2 separate regions of the Mus musculus genome follow, and region 1 is linked to region 2. A link is a contact called in public Hi-C data. All regions are on one chromosome and are shown on one strand. Each heading gives the region's core, a stretch centred on a gene start, on an enhancer-like site or on the middle of the called end of the contact. The rest is flanking DNA. Distances are from core to core; before and after follow the strand shown. Region 1 has its middle 17 kb from the start of Aebp2. Region 2 overlaps Plekha5 (pleckstrin homology domain containing, family A member 5).

Region 1 (3,109 bases), core at 455-2,954, 130 kb after region 2:
GGGGAACCTAGTGACATTTGGCTATGCATTCAGTAGATCTTTCAGTTATGCATTCAAGCCATGGTCGGGCACAGCAAGTCCAGCATGTATCGCCAAGGCAGACCTGACTGTTCAGGGACTAGGGGCTAAAAAAACACCTGAATAGGGCTGGAGAGATGGCCCAGCGGTTAAGAGCACTGACTGCTCTTCCGAAGGTCCTGAAGGTCCTGAGTTCAAATCCCAGCAACCACATGGTGGCTCACAACCATCCTTAATGAGATCTGACGCTGCCCTCTTCTGGTGTGTCTGAAGACAGCTACAGTGTACTTACATATAATAATAAATAAATCTGCCAGGGCAAGCAGAGGTCCTGATTTCAATTCCTAGCAACCACATGATGACTCACAACCATTTGTACAGTACAGTGTATTCATATACATAAAATAAATAAATAAATCTTAAAAAACAATAACCACAACACCGGAACAGACATAAGATGCAGTCAGGATAAGAGCAGAACTAGGTGGGGTGGCTTCACTAACTTCAGGGGAATCTATAGCGTCTCTGATCTACACAGAGAGCCCCAGGCCCTCTAGGAACGCATAATAAAACCCTGTCTCAAACACAAAACTGAATAATAATAGAATAATAGTGAATTAAAACAAAAAACCTCATAGGTAAAATAACTGCATTTGCTCCTTTGTCTTTTTGTGACGGGTTACCCTGGACTCACTCTGTATGATCCTCTGGGCTATGACCCCCCTGGTTCTTGGATTACCCGTGTGCACCATCATGCCTGGCTAATTGCCTTATTGTGTCTAATGATCTAAGTCCAGGGTGGTGACACAGGAATGTGAAGTTAGTCATTTTGAGTAGAAACAGAAAGATCAGGAGTTCAAGGTCATGGTCTGCCTGAGTTTGAATCTGAGGTCAGGAGTTCAAGGTCATGGTCATGTGTGAACTCCGTGGACCTGTGTTTGTTGCACTTCTGTGCAAAGCTGCTGTCTGAGTCTGTTGCACTGTCCTGTGAATGACTTTATGGCTGGTCTCTAGGGTCTGCTCTAGGGTCTTATGTTTGTCCATAAGATTCAAACAGAGGCAAATCTTCTTCCATCCTTCCCTCCCCTGCTCTGCCTTGTCATTCCAAATGATGCTGAAAATCCTGGGGTACTTAAGAAGGCTGTGTGGACAGGGCCTGCGCAGCACTCCCCGAAAACTCTCTCCACTGACAGAACAGGAGACTCCCGCCACCTTCCTCCTTGGTGCCCTGCCCTACCTTACAGGTGAGCCTGACAAACTTTCCATGAACGGAGACTGCTGGTCTCCCCCTCAGAAGCCCAGTCTGAACGAAGGGACCTCAAGCTTGTCAGGGCTTCTGAGCCCCTGCTGCCTGTTAGGCCACAGATCTCTTCCCTAGCCAACCTTATCCATAATGCAGTGGCTTCCGCTCTGAGGAGAGCAGGATTGACTCCCCGCCACCCCCTTTCAAAGCAATCGTGAGGACGAAGCAATTACACTTAATGACACAGAGGAGAGAAAACCTTTCTGTTTGCATCCCAGCCCCACCTCAAGAAGATTGTGTGGCATTTGCGTCATTCTGAGGAATTTTGTGACAGGGGTTTCCTAGGCGTTTTTGTGTCCTAATTGAATCATCCTGTCCAAACAGCTCACAGCTTCGGAAGCCAAACGTGTTCTTAAGTAATCGAATAGGAGGCTTCACAGAAGGGCACACAGACAATGCTGTGGTGGAACTTAACCATGGGCTCATCTTACAGTCAGGAACAGCGGGGCCAGCAAGAGGGCTCAGTGGAACAGGAGCTTGCTGCCAAGCCTGATGACTGAGTTTGATCCTAGGGATCCACAGAGAAGGAGGGGAGTGACTCCCACAGTGTCCTCTGCCCTCCCTCCATATGAATGTTGTACACACAGACACACACAGTGCATAAATAATGTAATTTTAAAAATGAACTATGGGCCAGAGAGGTGGCATAGCACTGAGGAACACTTGTTGCTTTTGCTGACGACCGGGTTTAAGTTTCCAGTACGCACAAGGTGGCTCACAAAAGCTTGCAAACTCCAGCTCCAGGGGAGTTGGCATCCTCTTCTGACCCTACTCAGGCACTTCCTGTACATACACATCATTTTAAAATTAGGTCAGGGTGATGTGCTAGGCCTATAGTTCTAGCACGCAGGAGGCAGAGGCAGGAGGATCTCTGAGTTCGAGGCCAGCCTGGTCTACAAAGTGAGTTCCAGGACAGCCAGAGCTACACAGAGAAACTCTGTCTCGAAAAACAAAACAAAAACAAAAAAACAAAACAAAAAAAAAACCCTGGTGTCAGCATTTTGTCTAGGCTCTGCCCCACAGTTACCTGGCAACAGCCAGGTGTGCCTGACTCACTATAAAAGGGGCTAAATCGCCTCCCCTCCTCGCTCTCTTGCTTTCTTGCTCCTGCTCTGCTGTCCTCTTGCCCCTTTCCCCCTCTCTCCATATGCTTATGGCTGGCCTCCCCTCTTCCCCCTCCTCCTCCTCCTCCTCCTCCTCTTCCTCCTTCTCCTCGTCCTCCTTCTCCTCCTTCTTTCTTCTCCTCATCCTCCTTCTTCCTCTCTCTCTCTCTCTCTCTCTCTCTCTCTCTTCCTCCCTTCCTCTCTCTCTCTCCCTCCCTCCCTCTCTCTCTCTCTCTCCCTCCCCTCCGTATGCCGTAAACAATCTCTATTTTATAGTATACCAGGATGCCTCAGCATGGGCCCGCAGAGACACTCCCTTCCCCAACACCTGACTACACCTCCACCACACATACTCCTTCTCTCCTTATCTTTTTATAAAACACAACACCTAGAGCCTTTTCCGTGTCATACAAACCCTGGAGCACTAACCTACAGCCCCAGCCCTTTCCTCTGTATTTCTGAGACAGGCTCTGGCTAAGTGGTCTGAATGAGGTCCAGCTGAGGTTATACCTCAGCCTCCAGCCTACAATGACTGGCCTGAGACTTCCTTACCATTATGCATGTAACATGGCCGCAGGTATACAAGCCTCCAATTCTCTATGCAGCCTTGACGTACTCCATCTTCTAAGAACTGGATTACAGTACTGTGCGTCGAGCTCAGTTATCCATTGCTAAAGACTGAACT
Region 2 (2,804 bases), core at 153-2,652:
CAGGGCCATAGTGATATAGTGATAAGCAAAACAGGCATAGTTCCCCTATACTAGTAATTTCACAGGCCAAACACACACACACACACACACACACACACACAAACACACGCACACACACACATACACTGGGGCAGATAAATAACTTGACAGGAAAGAGCCCTCTAGGGTGAAGAGATTCATGAGGTGTGAGAGAACATAGCATGCCTGCAACGTGACTAGTGGACAGGGAAGCTAGCCTGTTAGGAGACTGCTGCCTGTGTACAAATGAGAGAAGGCAGTGGGTTAGAGGACAGTGTGGTGATCTCTGTGGCTGGGAGCACACTGAGCTCTAGAGTTGGAAGTTTACAAATTAGTTCCAGGCAGATGATGTGTGAGAGGAAATGTGTGTGTTGTAGGAAATGATGTAGGTTGTAGGAAAGCCAGGTGGAGATCTGAAGAAGGCAGTGCGAGCTCCCGGTCCACAGCTCAGGAATGAGTCAGGAAATAAGTGTGCTGACATTAGAATATCAGTGCAGCTTAGCCCAGTGCACAGCCTGTCCTCCAGGTCGAGATGGCAGTGTGCTAACGTCTTATTGACGTGAGTAGCCTCCTTATGAAAGATTAATAGCATTTGCAGAAGCCCCATGAGAAACGATAGTCAGACTTTTCCTTCGTGGGTCTTTCTGTGATGGAGCCTTCCTCTGCGCTTGATCTCGTCCTGGAGGGATTTGATTGACTGCTTTGTCCTTTCCCAAAGACATTGATTGATTCATTGCCTTGCTAATTGTTGCAATCTTGTCAATTCCCTGCTTCCTCACACACTCATATACTTTTAAGATTATATTTAGCTAAAACTTGATCTTAGAATTATTCTTCAATAGATTTTATTAACTTTCCCTGCTGCCTTTTATAGAATCGAAACTCTATAGTCAACACCACACCTTTTGTACTTTTTAATTTTGAAGTAATCTTGAAACCTTAACGCCTTACTATTCCGTTCTTTACTATTTGCTGGTGAAATTATATTTTCAGTTGTAAGAATACTGTTTGAAGTCAACAAGAGCTTTTCCTGTTCCAACATTGGAAATAATTAAATCCGCTGTATTAAATTTCCTCCCTGTCCATTCCTTCCCTCTGCTTTTTCCTTCTGATTCCCACATAGTTGCTTTTCATTGGCTACTCATGTATCAGTTTACTGTAAAGCATTGTACCCGCCCTTACAGAAGAGAGAGGCTGGGCTCTTCTGTGTGTGGACCTCGTGTTTCTGTAGCTCTTGGCAGAGAGCAGAGACAGCCTTTTGCTGTTGTGCGTGGCTGATGGCGATCTGAACGTACACCACTGTAAAGTGCAGCTCTGGCTGGGACACTGGAGTGTAAACACCAGTCTCACCAACTCAGTGTAGCTGATTGTCGCTGCCATGTTGAAGAACTGAAGGTGACTCATAGCCAGAGTGCTCCACGATGTTAGATCATAAAACAAGTTCCCTGTATGATCTCCCTCTGTGTGTTTACCTTTATTCTTGTGAGACAACCACTAAGTGTGTTTTAAATGATACCCACAAAGAAACATTCCTAGACAGGCACAGGGTGAAATTAAAAAGAAAGGGGCTGCAGGAGCCATTTCCCAAACACAGTGAGAAAAAAAAGGAAGCCTTGCATTTTAAGGAGACAGCAAGAGAAGCCAGAAAAGCAGTGTGAAGTCTCTCAGAACGCAGAGTGTGCTAATTCATTACTTCTAGGACACCAGCATGTTTGCAGCAAGACATGAGGCTGTGCTGAACTAACAGGCATTGAACACTGGAAAGAACCAAAAGACGAGGAAACCAGCCTATAAAATAGAAAAAAATCTTCTCATCATCTGACAGAGGATTAATATCCAGAACACATCAGAAATTAAACACCAAAAGGACAGATAATCCAGTCAGCAAGTTGGCAAACAAACTGAATAATTACATTAAAATAATACCAATATCTTAAGCCATGAGGAAATGCAAATCAGAACTACACGTTCTGTCTCGCCCTACTCAGATGGCTATCATGAAGAAAACACATCTAAACAGAAAATAAAACAAATGCTGGCTTATAGCTGTAGAGGGAAGGAGCTCTTACATACTGTTACTGGGCATGTAAATTAGCACAGTCATTATGCAAATGAGTGTTGATGTTCCTTCAAAAGCTAGAAATAGAACTAGCATATGATTTAGCTATACCACCCCTGGGAAGGAGTCCAAGTCAGCGTACAGCGAGGATGCTCTGAGCATCACGCTTACTTCTGTTCTATTCTGAATAGCCATGGGATGGGGTAGGTGCCTAGCAACAGGTGAGTGGGTACAGAAAGCAGCCGTATATAGCTGGGGTGGTAAGTCAGCATAAGGAGAGTGGAATCAGGTCATTTGCAGAAAAATAGATGGAGCTGAGACCATCACACATGTTAAAGTAGAACGGCCTGCACTGGGCATTGCATGCTTTCTTTTACGTAGAACCTAAGGAGACAAAAGAACTGGAGAGCTGTTAGAGAGGAGGAAGGAGATAGGATTGGCCAGCAAGAGGACAAGGTGACAGGTAAACATGATCAGAATTGAACATGTGTGAGAGTGTCACTGTATGATCCACCATTTTATCCAGTAAGGATGGATTCGTTTAAAAAAAAAAAGTAGTATATTGTGTCAGTGATTTAAAAATTTTTGGCTGATATTCACTGTCCACATAAGTTTAAAAAACTAAAACCATGGGTCCACATTGCTTACCTAGTACAAAATTCAACTTGACCTTGACTTACTAACTGAAACTGGTGGTCTACATGGTGAGATAGGGATCTGCAAAAAA

The links. A called contact is a pair of places that touch in the nucleus more often than the background predicts.
Region 1: a contact with region 2 is called in a Hi-C map of embryonic fibroblasts, with 2.9 times the contacts expected there. The contact joins two enhancer-like sites. A contact is called at or near these places in 2 of 39 promoter capture datasets (both in the 3T3-L1 cell line), 2 of 484 Hi-C or Micro-C datasets (embryonic fibroblasts and tail fibroblasts) and 3 of 115 datasets of contacts at active chromatin or transcription factors (embryonic stem cells and epiblast stem cells).

Annotation. Positions count from the first base shown.
Region 1 is chr6:140,605,112-140,608,220 of GRCm38.p6, forward strand. No RefSeq gene overlaps it. Among named protein-coding and RNA genes, the nearest start is that of Aebp2, 17 kb to the right of the region's middle. Within about 2 kb of position 1,705, at least 36 of the 459 cell types and tissues checked have an H3K27ac peak or open chromatin away from gene starts, as enhancers often do. A contact at or near this core is called in embryonic fibroblasts, where this site is marked.
Region 2 is chr6:140,476,954-140,479,757 of GRCm38.p6, forward strand. All of the region lies in intron 3 of Plekha5 (pleckstrin homology domain containing, family A member 5), which reads left to right. Among named protein-coding and RNA genes, the nearest start is that of Plekha5, 54 kb to the left of the region's middle. Within about 2 kb of position 1,403, at least 91 of the 459 cell types and tissues checked have an H3K27ac peak or open chromatin away from gene starts, as enhancers often do. A contact at or near this core is called in embryonic fibroblasts, where this site is marked.